2 separate regions of the Mus musculus genome follow, and region 2 is linked to region 1. A link is a contact called in public HiChIP or PLAC-seq data. All regions are on one chromosome and are shown on one strand. Each heading gives the region's core, a stretch centred on a gene start, on an enhancer-like site or on the middle of the called end of the contact. The rest is flanking DNA. Distances are from core to core; before and after follow the strand shown. Region 1 overlaps Ttc19 (tetratricopeptide repeat domain 19). Region 2 holds the start of Trpv2 (transient receptor potential cation channel, subfamily V, member 2).

Evidence for each region. HiChIP or PLAC-seq counts read pairs in DNA pulled down with a chosen protein or histone mark.
Region 2: a CTCF HiChIP or PLAC-seq map of the NIH/3T3 cell line shows a contact between it and region 1, with 6 read pairs. The contact joins the promoter of Trpv2 here to the enhancer-like site in region 1. A contact is called at or near these places in 3 of 39 promoter capture datasets (the 3T3-L1 cell line, embryonic stem cells and hippocampal neurons), 1 of 15 datasets of contacts at CTCF or cohesin (the NIH/3T3 cell line), 3 of 484 Hi-C or Micro-C datasets (CD4 T cells, double positive thymocytes and natural killer cells) and 4 of 9 other capture datasets (adipose tissue, embryonic stem cells, liver and 1 more).

What each region holds. Positions count from the first base shown.
Region 1 is chr11:62,306,087-62,313,419 of GRCm38.p6, forward strand. It overlaps Ttc19 (tetratricopeptide repeat domain 19), which reads left to right. Exons shown (of 10, transcript NM_028360.2): 8 at 2,956-3,107; 9 at 6,930-7,092. It also overlaps the pseudogene Gm12275. Among named protein-coding and RNA genes, the nearest start is that of Ttc19, 28 kb to the left of the region's middle. Within about 2 kb of position 3,480, at least 7 of the 459 cell types and tissues checked have an H3K27ac peak or open chromatin away from gene starts, as enhancers often do. A contact at or near this core is called in the NIH/3T3 cell line, where this site is marked.
Region 2 is chr11:62,572,713-62,580,045 of GRCm38.p6, forward strand. It overlaps Trpv2 (transient receptor potential cation channel, subfamily V, member 2), which reads left to right and starts at 2,915. Exons shown (of 15, transcript NM_001382489.1): 1 at 2,915-3,413; 2 at 5,591-5,883. The coding sequence starts at 5,696.

The DNA of each region.
Region 1 (7,333 bases), core at 2,230-4,729:
CATGAATTCCCTATAACCCACACGGCTACTGCCGTTACACACACATGCCCTGTGGGTGTACTTTTCTGGATTTCTTATAAGTTCTTCCATCTACCACCCTTCCAACCCTTATTCCACCCCAATTCCTTCTAACCTCCCAACACTAGGTTGGAGAGAAAGAAGGTTAGAGGAGAAAGGAGGCGAAGACCTCTCTAGACTACTTCCGGCTGATTAGGGTCATCAGGTTCCTTGGGGCACATCCAGGCTCCATCATCAGGATCTCCAACTAGCAATCTAGCAAACTAGCAATAGCAAACACAACAGCAGTGGGGGCAGTAGCCACCCCAGGCCTTCTCCAGAGTTCCCAGAATTAAATTGCAACCGGCAAAACTCAAGCCTCCCTACAGCATAGGACAGTCATAGTTAAGGGCTGTGGAAAAACTGAAGCAGCCCATATCTCACACCTGAGATTAAAACAAAAATATATTCACATAAATGGGTTTTTTTTAAGAAACCAAAATTTTCACTATATGCCACCTTATAAATTAATGTAATAGAAAAAACTTTAAGTCCATTTTTGTATCCTGTGTGAAGTTATCTTGACAGCAGGCAGAGAAGCCTTTTCATACTTCATTCTGGAAGTTCTTTTATGGTTATTTTTTTTTTCTTTCTTTTTTTGAGGCAGGATTTCTCTGTGTAGCTCAGACTGTTCTGGGACTCACTATGTAGACCAGGCTGGCCTCGAACTCACAGAGACTCTTCTGCCTCTGCCTCCTGAGTGCTGGGATTAAAGGGGTATGTGCCCATGCCCAGGCACAGTGCTTTTTCATTTGTCCCTCAGTCACAATTGAAAAACTGTTTATTATTTTTAAAAATGTATTCATTTAAAAATACTTATATATGAATGAATGACTACTTTGCCTGCATTTAAGTAAGTGTGCAGTTTGTGTGCCCGATGTCTGGAGAGGCCAGAGGAATTGGGAGTTCTGGCTTGTTACAAGCTACCATGTTATGAGCAGCAGGCATTTTTAACCATTGAGCCATATCTCTAGCTCTGATTTATTTTTAGTTATATGTATGTATATACGTATATGTAACACATACATAGTTATGTGTATGTTGTGTATATATGTATGCATACACATACAAAATATTCTGTGTGTAGATATGTGCGTGTGAGTGCAGGTGCCTTCAGATTCCAGAAGAAGGTGTTAGATCACCTGGACCTGGAGTAAGTGCCCAGCATGGCTGCTGGGAACCAAATGTTTTTGTGGTCAGAATGTGTGATGAATTTAAGTTATATTTTAAAGTATTTTTTAGGAAATATTATTAGAGTTGTACCTCATTAATTGCATCCTCTCCTTTACATGTAGCAGTAGTAACTGTACCCTAGAATTGCTTGTCATTTGTCCTTGTTGTCTGCTTGTTTGGTTTTGGACCCAGGGACTTACATATGCTAGTCAATGCCTAGCCCTCTGTCTTTTTAAGTTATATTGATGAATGCATTTTATAGTTGAATGATTTTAAAAGACCATTTAGAAAATACAGAACCATTTAAAGACAATTAAGTGGGCCATGGTAGGACCCAAGAGGTTGAGTGCTAGAGGATTGCAAGCCATAGGCCTATCTCAAGGAAGGAAGGGTAGTGAGGGTGGACATAGGAGGTGTTTTTCACATGGGTTCTGGGATCTGAATGCTAGTCTTCATGCCTGTCAAGTGTACACTCTTAGCTGCTGGGCCATCTCTCTAAACCACTCCCAACTTTGATTTCTGAAAAGGCTTTATGAGTCCCGTACTGCACTCACTGTGTAGCTGAGGAGGAACTCTTCTTATCCTCTCACCTCTATTTCCAAATGCTGGGATCTTGGTGTATTCTCTGAAACCTGGGCAGTGCTATGCTGTGGTCAAACCCAGGGCCTCATGAAAGATAGGTAAGCATCCTACAAAATGAGCCCCAGCCCTAAACATTGTAATTGGCTTTTGATTAAGCAAAGGCAAATTATTTTTAGATTTCTCTGTTTTAAACTTCTTATTTTTCCAACTTTCCTAATCTGATAATGTTGAGACTCCTATGCTTATCCACCACGACTGTGTTCTTTTGCTTGAACTGTCTCCTCAGTGACTGCTCATAGTGTTACTTAGTAACAAATATTTTCAAACATTTTTATAACATTTGAGAATTTCCTGGAAACCTTAAAGGATGGAGAAGGAGTGATAGCTCTGGTGAATTTAATTGGTCATCTTCAAATGGTGTGTGATAGTTACTTAACTAAAATTAGCTAATAAGCTGAGGCAGGGGGACTGATAGAAGTTTGAAGCCAGCTTAGGCTATAGAAAATAAAACAAAACACCCCGAATCCTGTTTCTAGTTCTTTGTGAACTTTGACTTGTTCCCACCCATCACTTTTCCTACATTATTTGGGCCGTGTCTGGAGGTCTAGCAGTAGCTGACACTGGGCGCTGATGTCTGGATCTGCAGCCTCCGCTCTTCATGTGGCATCGGCTGTGTGGAGTCTGTACTCAGTTCTGTCTGTCCCAGCCCTTAGTCTTTGAAAACTGGACCATGTTCTTTCCATTACAGAATTCTGAGTTTTCTTGGTTTCTTACTGCATTTTTTTCTTAAACCCTAAAATAACATCCATTGGCCCTCTACTCTTTTTGCGGTTGGCTCATTCTACTTCGGGTTTATCTTAATCATCTTTTCTGAATACTAGTTCCCAACTTTAAGATATTCAATATTGACTTTTTCATCTATTCAAAAGGAGGGGGAGGTCCATGATTTCAGGCAGCTACTTGTCACTTTTCTCATTTAATTGGTTGTCTGCCCACCTGAACAGTTTCTTGTGGTTAAGAGTTTAAGTATCTGAAGCATTCAGTGAAGCCTGGTAGCCACAAAGATGAAGTACAGTGGCTTGCTTTTTGACCTTTGTATATAACTTCTATTACATCCTTGCAACGCTTTTATTTTTCTTTTAGAAGAAACAGCCAATACTTACCTCCTCCTTGGTATGTGCTTAGACTCTTGTGCACGCTATCTGCTATTCTCCAAGCAGCTATCACAGGCACAAAGGATGTATGAAAAAGCCCTGCAGATTTGTCAAGAAATACAAGGAGAAAGACACCCACAGGTAAGAGATGAAACAGTGTATGTAAGCCAGGCCTGCCCGGTGGCACAGGTACTCTGTAGAGGGTCATAAGGTCACAGGTTCAAGGGTGCTGGGCAAAGTTGGTGAGCTCCCATGCCAAAGGGCTGGGGGCGTATTTCAGCTTGCATGGCACTGGTAAAGTTCTACATTCAGTGACTAGCATCAGTTATGGGTGTGGCAAGACATGGTTAGCCATGTGAAATGTCATAAGGAATGCAGGTTGATATCCAGATGTATGGAATCCTGCCACTCCCCGGTCTGTTCATTTTTTTTCCACCAGCTTTCACTACTCCCAACTACTTGTTTCAGGAAGGGTTTGAGATTGCTGACTAAGTCACTGGCACTGCATAGGCCCTTTTCTGAGTCATGGTTTATACAGTAGTCTTTGTACAAGGCAGACTTTTAACCCAGGGGCTTCAGAATATGTAGCCTCATGTTTACAGTGGTTTGTAGACTCTTAGAATCTTTTTTTTCTTCCTCCTGGAGCTGGGGACTAGACCCAGGGGCTTCTTCCATACCAATCAGAACCTTGCAAGTAACTATTTAGTTCATATAGAAGTATCTTTTTCTCCTGGGTAACTGGGAGGTGAGGAAGTAGAGATTTTTGAATTTGGGATGGGGCAGGGAGAGGGGGGCAGGACTAGAGATTAAAACTAGGACCTCATAAATTCAAGGCAAGGGCTCTACCACTGAGCTGTGGCCATAACTTATAAAAACACTATTAAAAGCAATATATAGCAAACCAGTAGCCAACATTAAACTAAAGGGAGAGAAACTTGAAGTAGTCCCACTAAAATCAGGGACTAGACAAGGCTGCCCATTTTCTCCCTACCTATTCAATATAGTACTTGAAGTCCTAGCCTGAGCAATTAGACAACAAAAGGAGATCAAGGGGATACAAATTGGAAATGAAGAAGTCAAAATATCACTATTTGCAGATGATATGATAGTATATATAAGTGACCCTAAAAATTCCACCAGAGAACTCCTAAATCTGATAAACAGCTTCAGTGCAGTAGCTGTATATAAAATTAAACCAATGGCCTTTCTCTACACAAAGGATTAACACACTGAGAAAGAAATTAGGGAAACAACACCCTTCACCATAGTCACAAATAATATAAAATACCTTGGCGTGACTCTAACTAAGGAAGTGAAAGTTCTGTATGATAAGAATTTCCAAGTCTCTGAAGAAAGAAATTGAAGATTTCAGAAGATGGAAAGATCCCATGCTCATGGATTGGCAGAACTAATATAGTAAAAATGGTTATTTTGCTGAAAGCAATCTACAGATCAATGCAATCCCCATCAAAATTCCAACTCAATCTTCACTGAGTTAGAAAGGGAAATTTGCAAATTCATCTGGAATAACAAAAAAACCTAGGATAGCAAAAACTATTCTCAACAATAAAAGACCCTCTGGTGGAATCACCATGTCTGACCTAAAACTGTACTACAGAGCGACTGTGATAAAAACTGCATGGTACTGGTACAGTGACAGACAGGTAGATCAATGGAATAGAATTGAAGACCCAGAAATGAACCCACACACTTATGGTCACTTGATCTTTGACAAAGGAGCTAAAACCATCCAGGGGAAAAAAGACAGCATTTTCAACAAATGGTGCTGGCTCAGCTGTTGGTTATCATGTAGAAGAATGCAAATTGATCCATTCTTAACTCCTTGTAGAAAGCGCAAGTCTACGTGGATCAAGGAGCTCCACATAAAACCAGAGACACTAAAACTTATAGAGGAGAAAGTGGGGAAAACCCTCAAAGATGCGGGCACAGGGGAAAAATTCCTGAACAGAACAGCAAAGGCTTGTGCTGTAAGATCAAGAATTGACACATGGGACCTCATAAAATTAGTTTCTGTAAGGCAAAGGACACTGTCAACAAGACAAAAGGGCCACCAACAGATTGGGAAAGGATCTTTACCAATCCTAAATCAGATAGGCGACTAATATCCAATATATATAAAGAACTCAAGAAGCTGGACTCCAAAAAAATCAGAAAAATGGGGTACAGAGCTAAACAAAGAATTCTCAACTGAGGAATACCAAATGGCTGAGAAGCACCTGAAAAAATGTTCAACATCCTTAATCATCAGGGAAATGCAAATGAAAACAACCCTGAGATTCCACCTCATACCAGTCAGAATGGCTAAGAGCAAAATTCAGGTGACAACAGATGCTGGCAAGGATGTGGAGAAAGAAGAACAAATCCTCCATTGCTGGTAGGATTGCAAGCTGGTACAACCACTCTGGAAATCAGTCTGGCGGTTCCTCAGAAAATTGGACATAGTACTACCGGAAGATCCAGCAATACCTCTCCTGGGCATATATCCAGAAGATGTTCCAACTGGTAATAAGGACACATGCTCCACTATGTTCATAGCAGCCTTATTTATAATAGCCAGAAGCTGAAAAGACCCCAGATGTCCCTCAACAGAGGAATGGATACAGAAAATGTGGTACATTTATACAGTGGAGTACTACTCAGCTATTGAAAACAATAAATTTATGAAATTCTTAGGCAAATGGATGGTTCTGGAGGATATCATCCTGAGTGAGGTAATCCAATTACAAAAGAACTCACATGATATGTACTCACTGATAAGTGGATATTAGCCCAGAAATTTAGAATACCCAAGATTCAATTTGCAAAACACATGAAACTCAAGAAGAAGGAAGACCAAAGGGTCGATACTTCGTCCCTCCATAGAATGGGGAACAAAACACCCATGGAAGGAGTTATAGAGACAAAGTCTGGAGCTGAGATGGAAGGAAGGACCATCCAGAGACTGCCCCACTCAGGGATCCATCCCATAAACAGCCACCAAACCCAGACACTATTGCATATGCCAGCAAGATTTTGCTGACAGGATCCTAGATAGCTGTCTCTTGTGAGGCTATGCCAATGCCTGGCAAACACAGAAGTGGATGCTCACAGTCATCTATTGGATGGAACACAGGGCCCCCCAATTGAGGAGCTAGAGAAAGCACCCAAGGAGCTGAAGGGGTTTGCAACCCTATAGGTGGAACAACAATATGAACTAACCAGTACCCCATGAGCTTGTGTCTCTAGCTGCATATGTGTCAGAAGCTGGCCCAGTCGGCCATCACTGGAAGGAGAGGCCCATTGGACTTGCAAACTTTATATGCCCCAGTACAGGGGAATGCCAGGGCCAGGAAGCAGGAGTGGGTGGGTTGGAGAGCAGGGTGGGGGGGATTAATACAGACTTGAGATCATCTCTACTTCTTCTTGCAAAAACCATTCTTGAGGTAGGAGTTGACTGCTCTGTTTGATAACTGTAGTCCACCAAGTAAACAAATTAGACTGAACATGGAATATTTAGGACTAAATGCAGAGAGCCTGATGCATGTCGTTGGGGAATAGTAAGAAGCAAGCCTGGAATTCAGAGCACCATTTGTGTTTCTCAGTTCCAAAGTCATAATGAGACCCTCCATAGTACAGGTGATCTGTTTCTTCCTAGGGAGGATTGGGATTGGAGCAGTAGTGCTGCTGTAATACAGTGGGGCATTTGGTGGTGCTGGCTCCCCACTTCCAATCCATCCAGGGCAGAATATCCTGCCCCATTCTGAGTGTTCATAGGTACTTGCCATAGTGTGCAATTGACAATGTCTGCAGCACAGTGTGATCAACAGATATCTGCAATTTGTCCCTCTAACTTTGTGGAATTCTAGTAAAGTTGAAGACTTGTATATATGCAGTGTAATGAATTCCAGTTTAATGTTTTACATAGGTGTTTCTAAAGAAAAGGCTCTTGTTTCTTTTTTATAGACCATTGTGCTGATGAGTGACTTGGCTACTACTCTGGATGCACAGGGCCACTTTGATGATGCCTACATTTATATGCAGAGGGCGTCAGATCTGGCAAGAGAGATAAATCACCCTGAGCTGCACATGGTACTCAGCAATCTGGCTGCCATTTTGATACACAGAGGTAGGTTGCTGTGGAAACGGATTGCATTCTGAGAAAGTTTTCATCACTGGGCTTTGAAATGAAATGGTTTTGGGAGGAAAATGACAATGAAGAAACCCCAAAGTCAGTGGTTCTCAACCTATAGGTGAGGCCTTGGGGTCAAAGGACCCTTTCACAGGGCTGCCTGAGACCACTGGAAAACACAAATGTTTACATTGTGATTCATAACATTAGCAAAGTTGACAGTTATGAAGTAGCAATG
Region 2 (7,333 bases), core at 1,665-4,164, 270 kb after region 1:
GCTGTTTCTGCCTCCTGAGTGCTGGGATTAAAGGCACATTCCATCATGCCCAGCAAATCAATCAATCAATATATATGGGTATTTTACTTGCATGTATGTCTGCACATCATGAACATACCTGGTGCTTGCAGAGGCCAGAAAAGGGTATCATATCCGTTGGAACGAGAATTACAGAGCCTCCCTGTGGGGGCTGAGAATTGAACCTGAGTCCTCTATAAAAACAATTTCTTAGTTACTTTCCTATGGATATGACAAAACACCATGACCAAGGCAATTTGTGAAAGAAAGTGTTAAGTTTGAACTTACATTTTCAAAGAATTATAGGTCATGATGGTGCTGCAAAGGCATGGAGGCAGGAACAACTCAGTGTTTACATCTTGATCAGCAAGGAGGACACAGAAATGGAACACTGGGAATAACGTCTTTAAAAACCTCAAAGCTCACTCCCAGTGACACACCTCCTCCAACAAGGCCACACCTCCTAATCCTTCCCAAAGAGTTCTACTAACTGGAGACCAAGTATTCCAACATGATATTATGTAGGAACATTCTCATTTAAACCACCACAAGCGGCTAGGTCTTAATTGCTCAGCTGTTTCTCAAGCCCCCTTTACTATTTATTATTAATTTCTATCGTGCATTTATATTTACATGATGCATGTGTGGTTGTGTTACAGGACAACTTTGTGGAGTCAAGTCTGTCCTTCCAACTTTACATAGGTTCTAGGGACCAAATTCAGGTCACCAAGCTTGCATGACCAATGCCCTTTCCTGATGAGTCATCTTACTGGCTTTATTTTAAACATAAAGCCACAGCATTAAGATTTAAAAAATTCACCAGGCAGTGGTGGCACACTCCTTTAATCCCAGCACTTGAGAGGCAGAGGCAGGCGGATTTCTGAGTTCGAGTCCAGCCTGGTCTACAGAGTGAGTTCCAGGACATCCAGGGCTACACAGAGAAACCCTGCCTTGAAAAAAAAAAAGATTTAAAAAATTCTATTTCCAAGGGAACTGCAACCCTATAGGTGGAACAACAATATGAACTAACCAGTACCCCGGAGCTCTTGACTCTAGCTGTATATGTATCAAAAGATGGCCTAGTAAGCCATCACTGCAAAGAGAGGCCCATTGGACTTGCAAACTTTATATGCCCCAGTACAGGGGAACGCCAGGGCCAAAAAGGGGGAGTGGGTGGGTAGGGGATTGGGGGTGGGTGGGTATGGGGGACCTTTGGGATAGCATTGAAAATGTAAACGAGGAAAATACCTAATAAAAAAAATTCTATTTCCCATTCTGCTGCCCTCAGTTGCTTCAAGAATTCTCTTTCAGAGGCTTCACCTCACTCAGGAGAAGTTGGAGCCTTGTCTTCATAGAAAAAAAAAAAAAAAAAAAAAAAAAAAAAAAAAAAAAAAGCTAATATGAAGTAACTGCTTAAAAAAAACAGAGTTTGTTAAAGGAAATTTTAAGCATAGATTTAAACATTTATGAAGTTGATTGCTTAAATGCATATACGTGGCTTGGTTCCTGCTGCAAGGAGTCACCTCTTGGGGCCTCGCCCAGCTAAACAGAAGTGCTGGCATTACTCTGCACTTGCAGTCCTAAGCACATTTGAGCAACAGTGGATGGCTAAGTATGTTATTATAGGGGGCAGGCAGCACAGTACAAATCAGCCTCTGCCAGGGGCAAGGCAGGTGTCTTAGGAGTACGTTTCTAGGGCCCCTCCCCCCAGTTTAGGGTCTAGCTGGTCTAGCTCTACTGAGAGGAAGTGATGTTTAAACAGAAAATAGAGCAGGAAGCTGTGGTAGAGGCTGGCCTGGCATGCCCATGTTCAAGCACTATAAAACCAACAAAGAAACACAAACACAAGCAGAAGATGCTTAGAACTAAGGTATGTGGCCATGATGGCGATGCTACTGTGTGTGTGCGTATATGTGTGTGTGTGTGTGTGTGTGTGTTGCTTGTTGCTCCTAGCAGGTGAGACAGCTTGTACTACAGAGAAAACAGGACATATTTGGGAAGAGTGGAGGGCCATGCCAGCTAGTATTTGCTGAGTTTTGCCTTACAGTGGACTCATCTGAAAGATGACCAACCATGGAGGCACAGTTATAACACCAGCACTGTAGAGAGAGAGGCAGGAGGATTGCCACAGTTGGTTTCATATCAAGTCCTTGCCGCAGGTAAAAGTGTAAACCAAACTAAAATCTAAATAGCTGCCGTGGCTAATGACTGCCATACTGGACGGTACAGGTCTGGAGTGTAGCATGGTGAAGGTGACATGACTGGGGCGGGCCTCTGGGCTGCATGAGGTTGTTGTATGAAGTTTGGGTTTTATTTTTAGTGCTATGAAAAAGTGGCTTGGAGGTGGGGGTGACATTAATTAATTAATTTTTGTTATTTAGTTTTTCTTTGATTACTGATACTGGGGGTCAAACACAGGGCCTTACATATGCCACTAAGTCTACCATTAAAGCTAAACGCTGGCCCCTGGTTTATATTTTTAGCAGACCACCTTAGTTGGTATAAGAATGGGGTGTGACGTATGAGTGTAGCAGCGGAGAAGCAGGGGGACCGGTTTGGTAGAACATTCTCACGGGAGAGAAATTAGTGCTTTGGACCAATCAAACAAAATTTGGGATGTGGAGCAAGGACAGAGGTCTTCCGGCGAAAAAGAGAGGGAGAGCTGGTCCTTGTTCTCCCTGGCAGTGCCGGGGCTGTACAATTTCAGCCATTCCTGTTGGCCACACGGTTGCCACCTGCTGGCTGTTTCTGGAAGTGCCCTTGTAAATGGATACTCGGGGGATCCCTGGGGTCAGGACGCTGAGCGAATCTTCCTTAGATGGAAATAATGGCTGGATGGGTTGGGCTGCATTCTCTGGGGCAAATGCTAGACTGAACCTCTTCTCTCTCTGGGGCTATCCCATTCTTCTCTCCCTTGGGTCGGACAGTGATGAACCAAATGGCCGGGGGAGGGCACACGGTGTTAAGAATCAGGAGGGGTGGGCGTCAGTGTTTTAGGGCATGAATCCCACACCTGTGCCAGCTTCCACCCAAGCCTAGGTCCCACCACCCCAGAACTTCCTCTGACTGCCCCAGGGGCTTCTCTGGCTACAGTTGTGGGTGGAAGTGCACCGATGGAGGAGCAGGGCGTGTCTCGCGAAAGCAGGGTGTGGCCAGTGGTCCTGATGATCAGCCCAGTGGCCAGTCACTGGTCCTTGACAGGTTGGCGTTAAGCCCGCACTATCCACTGTGTGCGACGAACAGGTGGAGGGTGGACGATACAGAGAAAGCTACGGCCAGCTACGGAGGCTTCCGCGGCACTTCCTCTCTCAATCCCCGCTGCTGGAGAGTCCCGCTAGGCTTGGTGATCCTGGCTTGTAGTCTGCTGCCGCTACGCCTTGACTTCAGCCTGAGGGGTAAGTCGATGGGCTATTTCAGGATGTCCTAGGGGTTGCGTCTGGAAGTATGACAGTGAATGATTGGATTGGTCTCCCGGCATCTCCATCTTGGAATAAGGGTCTGCGTGGGATCTGGCTCCCTGAACCTCCAGGCCTCTTTCTCTGCTGCCAGAATGGGGATCCCAGGAGGTAAGGTAGACAGCCTCTGGAAGACAGTTGTTGCTGCTGGGGGTTGGGAATGATGTCAGACGCAGCGTCTGCCAGGATTTGCTTGAGGGTGGAAGCTAGACTGCGCAAAAGGAGGATGCCCATGTCCTACTAAGGTGGGCAGAGAAGTGAAACCTCAGTCAGGCCCCCTGGCTATTGTGGAAAATGCCCCACCCAGTTCTCTGAGTGTACTGGGATCCTGTAACAAATTGAGAGTGGGCCGGGGCCACACTACCGCTTCCTCTCTTGGCCCTGTTTTTTTCTGTCCCTTATTTCTACCAACCTGTTCCCTGCCCCTTTTTCCTACCCCCACTGTCTTCTGACCGGCTCTGATTCTTTCCTTCCGGTTTCTGAACTCTGAGGAAGACAGAGGCTCCCCAGCTCTAACTAGGTCCCAGCCCCGGCCACGTGATGGAGGCTGTGGTTGCTGTTTCTGTTGAGGGTGAGGTTAGCTGTCAGCTAACCCCAGACCCAGTGTGCAGTTTGAGGTGGGAAGGCAGATAGCGCTTGCCAGCTCTAAAGCCCCTTCGGAGGTGGTGTCTTATACCCTCAGATATGAGTCAGACTGGAAACGAACGTAATTGGGTTCTGAGAACTGAAGAGGACCATCAGGACACGAAGCGAGGTGGCAACTCACTTCTCTTTTCTGAGTCGCGGTTGTTCTGGCAGCAAAAGGAAGGGTCTGATAGACCAGTAGTTCCCTGGATCGCTCCCTCTCTACATTAAGGGTTTCGTGGCCTGTGCTGGCCAAACAACTGAAGTTTTATCTGTCTGTACCATTGGGCACTGGGCTTGATATCAGGTAGAGAATGGGTGGGGTTGTGAACACAAGCATTCTCACCCCTAAATAGGATTTGAGTCTTCTTGAACATCAGAAATTCCCAAGGGGGATAAAGACAGTCCTGACTTCCTGTGAGATAATATCAAAGTGACAACTCTGTCAGGTCCCTGCTCCCAGCACATCTTCCTGACACTGCCTCTCTCCTTCACCGCTGATTTTCCCTCTTGGAAAGCTAACAGTTTCCCACTCTCCTTCCTACACATACACACCCCTTCTGTTGTTGTTGTTTTGTTTTGTTTTTGTTGTTTTTTTTGTTTTGTTTTTGTTTTTGTTTTTGTTTTTTGAGGCAGGGTCTCATTATGTAGCCTTGGTCCTGGAACTCACTATGTAGACCTGGCTGGCCTCTGCCTCCTGAACGCTGGGTTTAAAGGCGTGCACCACCAGGCATGGCTCTCTTTTATTTTTATTTTTATTTTTATTTTTTTGTGTATGTAGGTGTGGTTTTGGATGTGTGTAGACGCCAGAAGTAGATGTGGATTGTTTTCATTGTTCTCAGCTTTGTTTTTTTGAGCTAGGGTCTCACTGAACTCTGCTAGACTGGCTGGCCAGCAAGCCTCTTGTCTCTGCCTGCCTTTCTTCACTGAAATTAAAGATATACCTCATTCCGTGGCTTTTTATGTGGACACCCAGGATCCTCAGCTCCTCCAGGCTGTGTGGCAAGCCCTTTCTGATCCAGCTCTTTCCTCATCCCGCCTCCCTCTCCCTCTCCCACTCTCCCTCTCCCTCTCTCTCTTTCTCTCTTGAGACAGAGTATCCCAGGCTATTTTCAGATGACCTTGAACTTCTGATCCTCTAGCTCCTAATTCTATTTTTTAAAATATTTTATCAATTTATTACTTATTTTCTGTATATGAGTGTGTACCACGTGTGTGCTTGATACCTGCAGAGGTCAGAACACATCAGATCCCCTGGAACTGGAGTGACAGAGGGTTGTGAGCCACCATGCAGTGCTGGGCCCCGAACCCCGATTCTCTGGAAAGGTAGCCCAGTGCTCTTAACCACTGAGCCATCCCTCCAGCAGCTGGCCTTGGACTGCTACAGGTGGCTTATGCTTTGCTGGGTAGAGAAGCCAGCACTCTGTGCATGGTAAACAAGCACTGTCTTTACCCCAGCTCCTGCTCTCCTTTCTCTACATCACCTTCTCCAGGTCCCAGCCAGGCCTACCCCACTGCGGTATGAGAGAGAGAGGGGAACCTTAAGATCTCCATCTCCACAGAAGTTTCAGCGATAAGGAGCACCCTCCTCTCTCAGGATGACTTCAGCCTCCAACCCCCCAGCTTTTAGGCTGGAGACGTCCGATGGAGATGAAGAAGGCAGTGCTGAGGTGAACAAAGGAAAGAATGAGCCACCCCCCATGGAGTCTCCCTTCCAGGGAGAGGACCGGAACTTCTCCCCTCAGATTAAAGTGAATCTCAACTACCGAAAGGGACTGGGTCCCAGGTGAGGCTACCGCAGTTCCCAAACAGCACTCCAAGTCACGCAGTGGCCAATCCCTCACAAGTGTCTCTTCCTCATAGCCTAGCTCCACATAGTCCCACAGTCTGCTCTCTAGGGTTACACCTTCCAGAATGTTCTGCGTTCTTGGCCTTCTGCCAAGATCTATGTTTTTGGTAGAGGCACTTTCATCCAGTACCAAGTATGCAACTGACAATCAAACCCCTCTTCTTGATGTTTCGAACCCCACCCATTTTGGCCACAGTGGTAGCTCATGGCTGTAGCGGGATCCAAGGCTGACATAGTCACTGAGGCAATGTGGACCCTGAGAACTGAGGGCAGTGGGCTTCCTTTTAGAGTCATCTGCAGTTTGAGTTTCCTGTGTTATAGCTACCAATTCAGGGAGTGAGCCTGAGGGCATGCATCCTGCTTCCGGTCCTGCTAGGGTACTGAACCTGACTTCCCAGAATCCTCATGGGTTGACAAGAGAATGGACCAGGAAAGTCCTTTCTCCCTGCTCATCCCTGAGATGTGGCTATCACAGTGTAGCCTTGGCACACTGTGTTGTTTGTGTGAGAGACTAGTTAGCTAGGTTGGGTGACAGCACAGACAGGTGCATGGTGGCATCTGTGAATGAGTAGTGGGGCTGGACTGATGGTGATAGAATGGGATCCACAATGCCCTTTAGAATCCCAGTCGGTACCTTTCTGTGCTTCCCTAGTCTAAGGCCATGCATGGTTGCTGCCCTAGTGGCAGGGAGCAGTGTCCAAATGACCACATTTTCTAGGCAGATAAAACACAGAGCCCCTCATAGTCTGTGGCCATAGGGCTAACTGGATGAATAACGTTCATCTAGCTGGAATGAGGTGGACACCTATCTGTGTGGTGTTGCAAATGTGAGGGCTGCCTTTAAACGTGTCATGGCTGTATGTCTTCAAGTGTGAATGACCCAGTTAGTCACCCTATGTGTCAGAGTCATCAGGGTCAGCTCACTCCACAGGAGACTTGCTTGTTTGCTTTCTTGTGTTAAAACAAAAATCTTGCTCTATAGTCCAGCTCACCTCCAGTTTGAGGTGATCCTCCTGCTTCAGCCTCACGAGTGGTGGGATTAAAGGCATGTGCCACCATGCCCAGCTTTTCATAGATGTTAAGCTGGGACCTGAGAGTCCCTACACCATAAAGTAGCCTTCTCATCTGGGCAGCCGTGGTGCATGCCTTTAATCTCAGCACTCGGAAGGCAGAGGCAGGCGGATTTCTGAGTTCGAGGCCAGCCTGGTCTACAAAGTGAGTTCTAGGACAGCCAGGGCTACACAGAAAAACCCTATTTTGAAAAACCAAAAAGAAAGAGAGAAAGAAAGAAAGAAAGAAAGAAAGAAAGAAAGAAAGAAAGAAAGAAAGGAAGGAAGGAAGGAAGGAAGGAAGGAAGGAAGGAAGGAAGGAAGGAAGGAAGGAAGAA